Linked DNA regions of Sus scrofa: all the other regions are linked to region 2. A link is a contact called in public targeted proximity ligation data. All regions are on one chromosome and are shown on one strand. The core of a region is the stretch at or near the end of the contact, and the rest is flanking DNA. Distances in the headings are between cores, read along the strand shown.

Region 1 (3,164 bases), core at 555-3,054, 270 kb before region 2:
TTTTTTTTTTTTTTTTTTTGCTTCTTAGGGCCACACATGTGGCATACGGAGGTTCCCAGGCTAGGGGCCGAATTGGAGCTGTGCCTACGCCACAGCCACAGCAACGTGAGATCCGAACCGCATCTGTGACCTACACCACAGCTCACAGCAACACCGGATCCTTAACCCACTGAGAGAGGCCAGGGATCGAACCTGGGTCCTCATGGATGCTAGTCAGATTCGTTAACCATTGAGCCATGGTGGGAACTCCCTTTTTTTTTTTGACCATGCCCACAGCTTGTGGAAGTTCCAGGGCCAGGAATCAAACCTGCATCACAGTATCCATCCGGAGTGCTATACCGCACCACAAGAGAACGCCTCTCCTTTTTTTTTTTTTTTAAAAAAAAAAGTTTATTGAAATATCTTCTCTCTCTCTCTTTCTCTCTCTCTCTCTCTCTCTATATATATATATATATATATATATATACTTATATATATATACTTATATATATATATATACTCTCTCTCTATATATATATATATATACTTATCAAGAGAAGAAATTCAAATGGCCGAAGGGTGCTTAAGCATTTCTAATCATCAGGGAAATGCAAACAAAACCCACAAAGAGATATTACCCCCCACTTGTCAAGGTGGCTATTATCAAAAAACCCAAAAGATCGCAAGTGTTGGTGAGATTGTAGAGAAAGGGAATCCTGTGACATGTTGGTGGGAATGTGAATTGGTGCAGTCACTATGGAGAACAGCATGGAGTTTCCTCAAAAACTTAAACATAGAGCTAAAATAGAAAAAAAAGATCCTCTGCTCTTTTTTTAAACAAAAGATTCTGATGATTTTTTAAAAACACATTTCTGCTGATGATGGTAAGTGTTGTCCTTTCTGCCTTAGGAACCCTGGATGTCTCACGGCAGTGGCTACTGGTCCCCAAGTTGGTGCCCCAAGGGACGAAACCCTCCACACCAGGAGCTCTAGGCAGCCTCAGGCAGTTTCTCCATTCAGGACAGGAGCAACTGCCCTGTTTCCATGCTCTGCTATTTGATCTGGGCTTTGGGGATCTAAAGCATCATCGTCCTGACATAACTCACTGGCCAGCTTCTAAAAGCACAGGGGGCAGAGTCCCGTCCCCTGCCCCCTCCCTCCTGCTTTTACAGATCCTATCACATTCTCAGGCAGGAATTCCCTCCTGGCCTCCATCAGGGGCACCATCCTATGCCCCCAGGAACATTCCCTTATAGGCCTATGGAATTTGTGATTTTAGTGGCATTTGTGTGGTTTGTTTAATTTCTCCCACTAGACTCTAAGTTTGAGGCAGGGTGAGGTGTCTGTGTGTGTGTGTGAAACACGTCTGTCTTTTTGACCGAGGTGTCTCCATGCACAGCTCAAGTCTAGCACAAAGTAGGTACTCAGCAAAGAGTTGCTGAATAAGTGAAAGAATGACTGGTGTTGGCCTTCCTCCAAAGGTCTGGCAGGCATCTAAGGGTTAACCTACTGCAGCCACTAAGCAGCCAGACTGCCTGCCTTTATGTCACTTCTCAGGCCTTTGAGAGGACAGACCTATGGAGGGGAGAGGAGAGTTTCCAATTGAGCGAGGCTGGGTTTGCAGCCTGCAGCCCCCGTGCGCACCAAGCTCTCCTGCAAACCCAGCCCTGAAGCACGCGTCTGCCTGCTCCTTCCCCCTCTTTCCTTCATTGCTCCCTATGGGCGTGGGGCTGGCACTGAGCTTGATTCTAAGTCAGGCTGTTCTAACAGGAAGCGAATAGTGTTCCTTCAGTGATGGAGGTGTTTCCTTCTTAAGGAAGTTACAATGGGCTCTTTTCACAGAGAAAGGGGCCGGGCCTGTGTGTGGCCACACTGCTGTCTGTCCTGTGCAGAGCAAAGCATGTTCTGGACTCAGGGCTTCCTCTCCTGGAAGAGGTATGGGGCTGAGCCCTGAAACAGGGAGGCCAGGCCCCTCTGAGCCTCGGTCTCTCTGCCTGCTGAATACAAGCATCCTCTGGAAGCCTCCTAGGGTCACTGTGGAATCTTTTTCTTTCCTTGGCTCCCAGGACACAGTAGGCTGGGTTTTCTTCCTATTTTGTAATTCCCTTGCTACATCCTCTTCCTCTTTGTAATCTCTCCATCCTGTCATCCTGAGCTCCCCAGAGCTCCCTCCTGAGGCCCCTCTCCTCCAGCCACACTCACTCCTGAGTGTCATGATGATAAAGTCCCTCTGTGTACTGAGGAATCCCACATGCTTCCAGCTCTGGCTTTGCCCTGGACTCCAGATTCTAATAGCCAACTGCCAACTCTGCATCCCCTCTGGGATGTCAAATAGGTGTTTCATGCTCACTGAGCTAAAGAAGAACTCTTTTTTTTTTTTAAAAAAAAAAGATTACTTCTTTATAAGTGATAGAACATTAATGTAGGCCCAACACTCTATAGCATGTGCAATAGTGGAAAAATAGGGCCTGTCATGTTAAAGGTCACAAAGACTGTAAGAAGTTGGCCATCTTGATGCTATTTTAACAATGAGGGGGAGGTTCTAGCCACCTAAATAGAATGGGGGAGGTGTAGAAAAAAGGAGGATGAAAATGATTATTTTCAAATGGTATGACTGTCTACACCACAAACCAAAGAGAATCTGTGGAAAAGAAAATAACATAAAAGAGGTTTCAGAAAATACTCAGAAAATAAATATACATGTATTACTACCTTGTTTGAGCAGTAACAAATTCCAAATATAATAAAAAGGTCCTATATCCAGTAGAAATTTTTTAAATACATAGCACAGAACCAGCTTCTCAAAAAAGTCTAACATGTTAAAAATTAAAGATAAACTATCTTTAAAAGCAAATGGAAAATTAGGAAGACTTTGCAAGTATACAATAAATTTTCATATCTCTAATATATAAATAGTTCCTACAAATAAATAAGGAAAAGGTGGATTTCCAATTAAAAATTGACCAAGAGCAAATAATTCACAAAAGAAAAAATAGTCTATGAGTTTGTTAAATGTTTGGCATTGTTAACAATCAAGGAAGTACAAATTAAAATGATGAAATTTATGGCTAGTCAGGTTGTAAGCTTCTTCTAAAATAGTGGATTCTGGGCAGCTGAAAAGAATGAGAAATGTCCACTGCACTAGTTGGCTTCTATTATATGTGTATTTGTCTATTGCTTATCTC
Region 2 (3,213 bases), core at 589-3,088:
GATGTTGCTGTGATTTATGTTGAAGAGAACACTGCCTATGTTTTCCTCTAGGAGTTTTATATTATCCAGCCTTATATTTAGGTCTTTAATCCATTTTCAGTTTACTTTTGTGCTTTCATTCTTTCACATGTATCTTTCCAGTTTTCCTAGCACCACTGAAGCAACTATTTTTCTTCCATTAGTTGACCATAGGTGCTTCAATTTATTTCTGGGCTTTCCCCCAAAGCAATTTTGAAAGCCATTGCAACCACTGATTTCCACCATGCTGTCAATAAAAATGAAATCAGTAGCAAGCAAAGGACATGACTATATAACTTTATCTTAAAGAGATGAAAATAGCTTATAAGAAATCAAGCAGTGTGTTTAAAATAAATTAAGCAAATTTTGTCTCTCCTTTATTTTCTAGATATCACTTCCCCAGGGAGCTCGGCTTAGAGGAGCAGCAGGAAGCCTAACATATAGAATAGATTCCCTGCAAAGGTTTCCAACCTCCACTAACACCCACTTCCACCATCCCTTCTCTGCTTAAGCTTAGCCATCTTTCTTGCATCAACTGCATCACCTGTTCCTTGGATGCCTGCATGTGCTATAGCCAGAGAGGTTGCCTATGGAGTATCTCTGGAATTTGCATCTGGAAAAGCTGAAACTATGGGAGAGACCTTGTTAATCTGAAGGTAAAATTTCATGTCCCTTTGAGCCTGTGACTTGTCAGCCTCCGATTTATCGCTCATGTGAAGATAATCTTATTATCTAGACCTAGAGACACAAAATATGAGAAGGAGCTGGGAACATGTTGGTCAAAATAAATGAGCAGATTCAACTGAACTTAAGAAGCCTAATTCTGAAAGGCTCCTTGCAAAGCTGCATTTACCTAAGGAGTGGTGTTCAGAAACTACCTTTTGGCTTGTGATTTACTTGCACTCCTGTCCTGCTCCCTCACTGTAATATTCTGGACCACCTGCTCTGTGTAATCAATTTTCATACTTAAACTGTGAAACAAGGAGAGATTAACTCTCTTCCATTCTTAAAACTAACGCTTCACCTTCAAAAAAAAAACAAACTATGCTTTTGAGTCATAAAAAACCAACATTCTCCAGCACTTAAAAGCAGCGCCACCAAAAAAAAAAAAAAAAAAAAAAAAAGGAATGAAAATATCAGTGAATCAATTTCCCTTTCCATACAGATCTGAGAAGTGAGATAGTACTCCTTTCTGCCAAGAGGCTTCTGTCTCTGTCAAGTTGAGTCAGCATGCTGCAGATTGTTAGAGATAGATTTTGGACCACATATCATAGCTGGAAGAAACTGAACTGGGTCAAGCTAACTTTTGCAAGATGTCTTAGAATTTTGGGAGATGAAAGAAAAGTCTTAGCACTGTAACTTAATTTTTTGGTTCCTGTAATTGTCTATAGTGGGCAGGGAAAGTAGGGAGGTGGGGAGACAATAGCAGGGTGCATATATCCAAGACTAGATTCAACTGTCTTTGCCTCTTTTGACCTTTGACACTAATGTGAGTCATGGGTATGGCAGCCATGAGAGGTGCTGCTCAGATCTCCCTTTAAGAGAGATTTTTAAGTGAGAAGTGTATTAAACTGTCTGGCTTCAATTTGCAAAGCTCTGAAATCCATTGTAGCATTCATATCAAGCCCACGGTTTCCAGAGCAGCTCCTAGCCAATGATAAACTGTGGGGTAGGAGGCAGACTAAAGCCAGGCATTCCTACCCAATGGAGGAATTTCTCTAGTGGGATCTGTTACTTTAGGGCTCCCCATAAACTAGCCAAGACTTTCTCAGAGTTGCCCCACAGTCCGAAGCTCTAACCACGCAATTCTTCTTCCTTCCTGCTCTGCCTTCATATGTCACATTTGCATCATGACCTGAGGCCCTCCCCACTGTCTCCTCTTCCCTCCCCTGCCTCTTCCCTCCACCTCCCCCTCAAAAAAGTCATGCATTTCTAATTCTGTCCTAGTGTCTGCTTCCTGGAAGACCTAAATGTAGGCAATGGGAAGGAGCAGAATTTGTTTCTTCTTACTCTAACCTCTCCTCCACATACTGCCTTGTCTTCTAACCAGCCCGCACATTACCCTTTAAGCAGCAGCTGCAGCCTTCAGCAGTGTTTACCCTCCACAGTCATGTGGTCTTTTGTCATTTACTTTCCCAAGGGACATACCAAGCCTTAGCAGACTGGAAACGGCAAAGTATCTTGAATGAATTAAAAGTAAATATGAAAAGCCAAGGAGGTGCTGAGATGTTAGGGCAAGGTCTGTCCTAACTGGAGATTTAAGGGTGAGTGTGTGTGTGTGTGTCTGTGTGTGTGTCTGTGTGTTCATTATCACTAATATGGATGCATTATTTCGCCTTTTCAAGTCCCTTGTTTACCCACCCAAACCACCAGATCATTTGGCAATGCAGAATGGGTTCACTTCTATTTTTTTGTTTGTTTGTTTCCCTCTTTATTTTCATAACTAGTAAAATAGTCAAAGTTGGGGGGGGGGGAAACCAGGAGAAATAAATATGAATGAGTCGAACGTACCACAAAATCTTCAATCCGTGCTTAATCAAGCAATTGCTACAATTTAGAATGATCATTGTTCTATTTTAACGTTTCCAAGTAATCTATCCAACCTCATTTTAATTACTAAAATGAAAAACACCTAGGAAATAAAAAAAAAAGTAAATAGTCAACAGCCAGTTGTGACTGAGTTACCTAAGAGGGGGTCAGGGAAAAGATTAAGTCTCTGAAAATTCCTTCCAACGATGGGGTCCAAAGTTTAGGAAATTAATTTTTAAAAAACATACACACAAATCCTGTTTAGTTGCAGCCACTAAGTCTATGGATTCTGTTCACTTTGGCTTGAAACATAAAAGATGAATTACCCCAGTCAAATCTTATTTGTCTACCCCATAGAGATTTTATTTTTGGGTAGCCAGAAACACTGAATCTGTTTTTTTCTGTCTCTCTGTCTCTGTCTCTCTTCTGCCTCCTTTCCAAAGTCTATAAGGACACACTAAATACAGTAACCCAAGTAATTTGTTGGGTTAATGGTTATACTATCAGAACTAACAAATACTTTAGGATTTCTGATCACCTTTGACCTTACCACTCCCTATTCTCCACCAACTATAAGACAGGAAATTAATATTAAATTATCTGGACTCAATATTATGACAAATGCACACACCCTGACTTCCCTACTTCATTCCATCTGTGTATGGC
Region 3 (3,007 bases), core at 45-2,544, 300 kb before region 2:
CAGAGACATCCTTGACAGTATATATGTTAATTTCATAAGCCAAGGTCAGTTTCATTGTTTGTGGTAGATTGAAAAAAATGGCAAATGTTTGTCAGTTAGACAAAATATTGTTACCGCATATGTATATACAACTGAGTTAAAATAACTGAATAGTTTGTTTTTTTTTGTTTTTTTGTTTTTTTTTTTTTGTCTTTTTGTCATTTTAGGTCTGCATCCACAGCATATGGAGGTTCTCAAGCTAGGGGTCCAATCAGAGTTACAGCTGCCGGCCTATGCCAGAGCCACAGCAACGCCAGATCTGAGCTGCATCTGTGACCTACACCACAGCTCACGGCAATGCCGGATCCTTAACCCACTGAGTGAGGCCAGGGATTGAACCCGCAACCTCATGGTTCCTAGTCAGATTCATTTCCACTGCGCCAAGACGGGAACTCTGAATAGTTTTAATTACAAGCAAAAAAATTAGAACAGAAGATTGCATTTAGGACTTGGGTAGTAAGTCAATCTTGTGAAGTTTCTCCAAGGAAAAATTGGGGTTGGCCATTTCCCAGACCCAGTATCCTCAGACTATCCAATGAAAAAAATTTTTTCCCTTTAGGATCAATATCTCTTTCAGGAGATTCAATAGTATGCAAATCAATATAGAGACAATCACTGTCCTGATGCAATAAAGACACATTAATTAATGTGCCACTGTTAAAACTTTTTCCAGTTTATTAAAGTTGTAGTCTTATCTTAAAATTAAGACATATATTTAGACCCTCATTCAGAGAAGTGAATCTAGAAAAAGATTAAATTTGCCACTGTAATAATTTTAGAAGAAAGCTCATAAAGCAAGTGACTAAACCATTTGTATTGTTACCAAAAATAATTGTTGGAGTTTCCTGACAGCTCAGTGAGTTAAGGATCTGGCACTGCCACGGCTATGGCTTGGGTTGGATTCCTGGCCAGGGAACTTTCACATGCTGCAGAAACAACAACAACAACAAAATTGTAGTTTAATTTTTTTTAGAACTAGGAATATATCTTACTATGAAATTAATCATATATAAAGTGTGGTTTGTTTCCTAAATAACTCCATAAAATCCTTCATAAGCCATATGATAATATGCTCTATGGTTTTCAGATGAATTCTAACTCAGAACTGCTGATGTCAGTAAATCTCTATCCATTGCTATGGCCTTGGCTGCTTCCACTTAAAAAAAAAAAAAAGTAACCTTGACCTCACCAGCTGCTGCAGCTAATAACTAACTGTCCAATGGAAAGAGAGACCCATGCTCTAGCAATGACGTCTACTTACCAGCCTCTGCCAGGTTTCTAGCAATAAGTGAACTACCCATTCAGCCATAGGGCTCTTTGACTTCCCCACATGAAACAAAATAACCCTTTCACTGCTCCTTAAAACAAACAAACAAAAAGGCAATTCTGACAGTAATGTTCCTTCTCTTAGTAATAGAAACCTCCTATTTCTCAAACAGAAGGGTCCTGGGAGGAACTTTTCTTCTGGACATAATTACTGGCTAGGCACTCGTGGTACAGGAAACACAAATCAGGAAGTGTTTGTATTTCATAAATGAAAAAAATGTCAACAAACTAAATTTGAATAATTTCATTATTTACATACAGAAATTTTACAGAGTGATAATAGCTTCAAAATTTTTTCATAAAGCATTTAATTTTGAAAATCCAACTTTAGACACAAAGGCACTTTCCATTATTTTCTTCTGCTAAATGTTTGCAACTATGGAGACCATAATTAGGTATCATTATTTCTCCTTTTTTTAAGAAGTAGAACCTGTAAAGATCTTTCATCAAAATAATATATTGCTACTGTGGCTTAGGTTATGGCTTCAAAAAGTGAAATTTTCAGTTGATCCAAACACTTTAAAATATTTTGGTACCACCTGTTATCCTTCTAAAAACACTGTCTGCCACCTCTCGTGGTACTACCATATCTCACATCCATCACTATCAAAAAATTTAAGAGAAAAATTTCCACTCACAAGCTTTGCTTCCTGGCTCCTTACCCACTTATCAGCTCACTGCAGAAACCACTAAAATTGCACTGAAACTGCTCTCCCTGAGGACAAGGTCTCCTGATTTCCCCAGATAGTGGCTTTTCATCTCTTTAGAGAGTTTCTCAACTACGGTACTATTGATTTTTTTGAACTGGAGAATTATTTGTTGCAGAGAGAATTCTCTGTTGTGAGGTATTTAGCAGCATCCCAAGCCTGGACCCACGAGTAAATTAATATGTAAGGACATTTTCCTAGAGAATTAAACAATGCCTGGGTAGGCTTGATAGGTAAAGTCCTAGCATTGAAAGATAATGATATAAATTTATAATTTCTAAGTTTTGGGCAACACATCTTAAAAGCAGGGGCCATGTTTTATTCATTTTTCTACCGTCAGTACTTGGTGTTCAGTAATATAATACTTGAATGAATAAATAGATTGATGGATAAATTAAAATACCTAGGTATCTGAATTTTTCCATTTTTCAACCAGAAGCTTTGGCAACTTTGCACATATGTGACCAGTCTATGTGAATGCTTTAAAAAAATCGTTTTAATTGGCTCACTCCAAGTAAGGTAGCTTAAAGGGACAAAGTCCCATTGGTCATGGAACATGGAATTATAGGGAAGCTGAAAAGGGAGAAATGAAATTTCTGCAATTAGATAGAAATGTTGACATCAACTCATATACGTAAATATTGCCTAAAGCCAGCTCTGTTTATCAAAGTACTTTTCTTGTCAGAATTATACTATCCAGGGTTTGGAATGCTTTCAAAATATATGTATACTTAAAATATTTTAGTGTCACTGGTTTCTGCTTTGCAAGGCCCACTAAATCTTTTAGGTAGCACTTGTAACTAAGAAGACAAACTGAAAGACTGGGATACTTATGTGCATATATATCAACTAGTTGCTCGTTGATTATGTAGATTCTCTGACCACCAAACTGTCAGATTCTTAATTCTGAGATGGGGTCCAGGAACTTGAACTTC

What was found.
Region 1: a contact with region 2 is called in a targeted proximity ligation map of alveolar macrophages. A contact is called at or near these places in 2 of 47 Hi-C or Micro-C datasets (embryonic fibroblasts and fibroblasts) and 1 of 2 datasets of targeted methods (alveolar macrophages).
Region 3: a contact with region 2 is called in a targeted proximity ligation map of alveolar macrophages. A contact is called at or near these places in 2 of 47 Hi-C or Micro-C datasets (embryonic fibroblasts and liver) and 1 of 2 datasets of targeted methods (alveolar macrophages).

Annotation. Positions count from the first base shown.
Region 1 is chr3:102,338,322-102,341,485 of Sscrofa11.1, forward strand. No RefSeq gene overlaps it. Among named protein-coding and RNA genes, the nearest start is that of RMDN2, 33 kb to the left of the region's middle.
Region 2 is chr3:102,609,968-102,613,180 of Sscrofa11.1, forward strand. No RefSeq gene overlaps it. Among named protein-coding and RNA genes, the nearest start is that of CDC42EP3, 73 kb to the left of the region's middle.
Region 3 is chr3:102,311,012-102,314,018 of Sscrofa11.1, forward strand. No RefSeq gene overlaps it. Among named protein-coding and RNA genes, the nearest start is that of RMDN2, 5.2 kb to the left of the region's middle.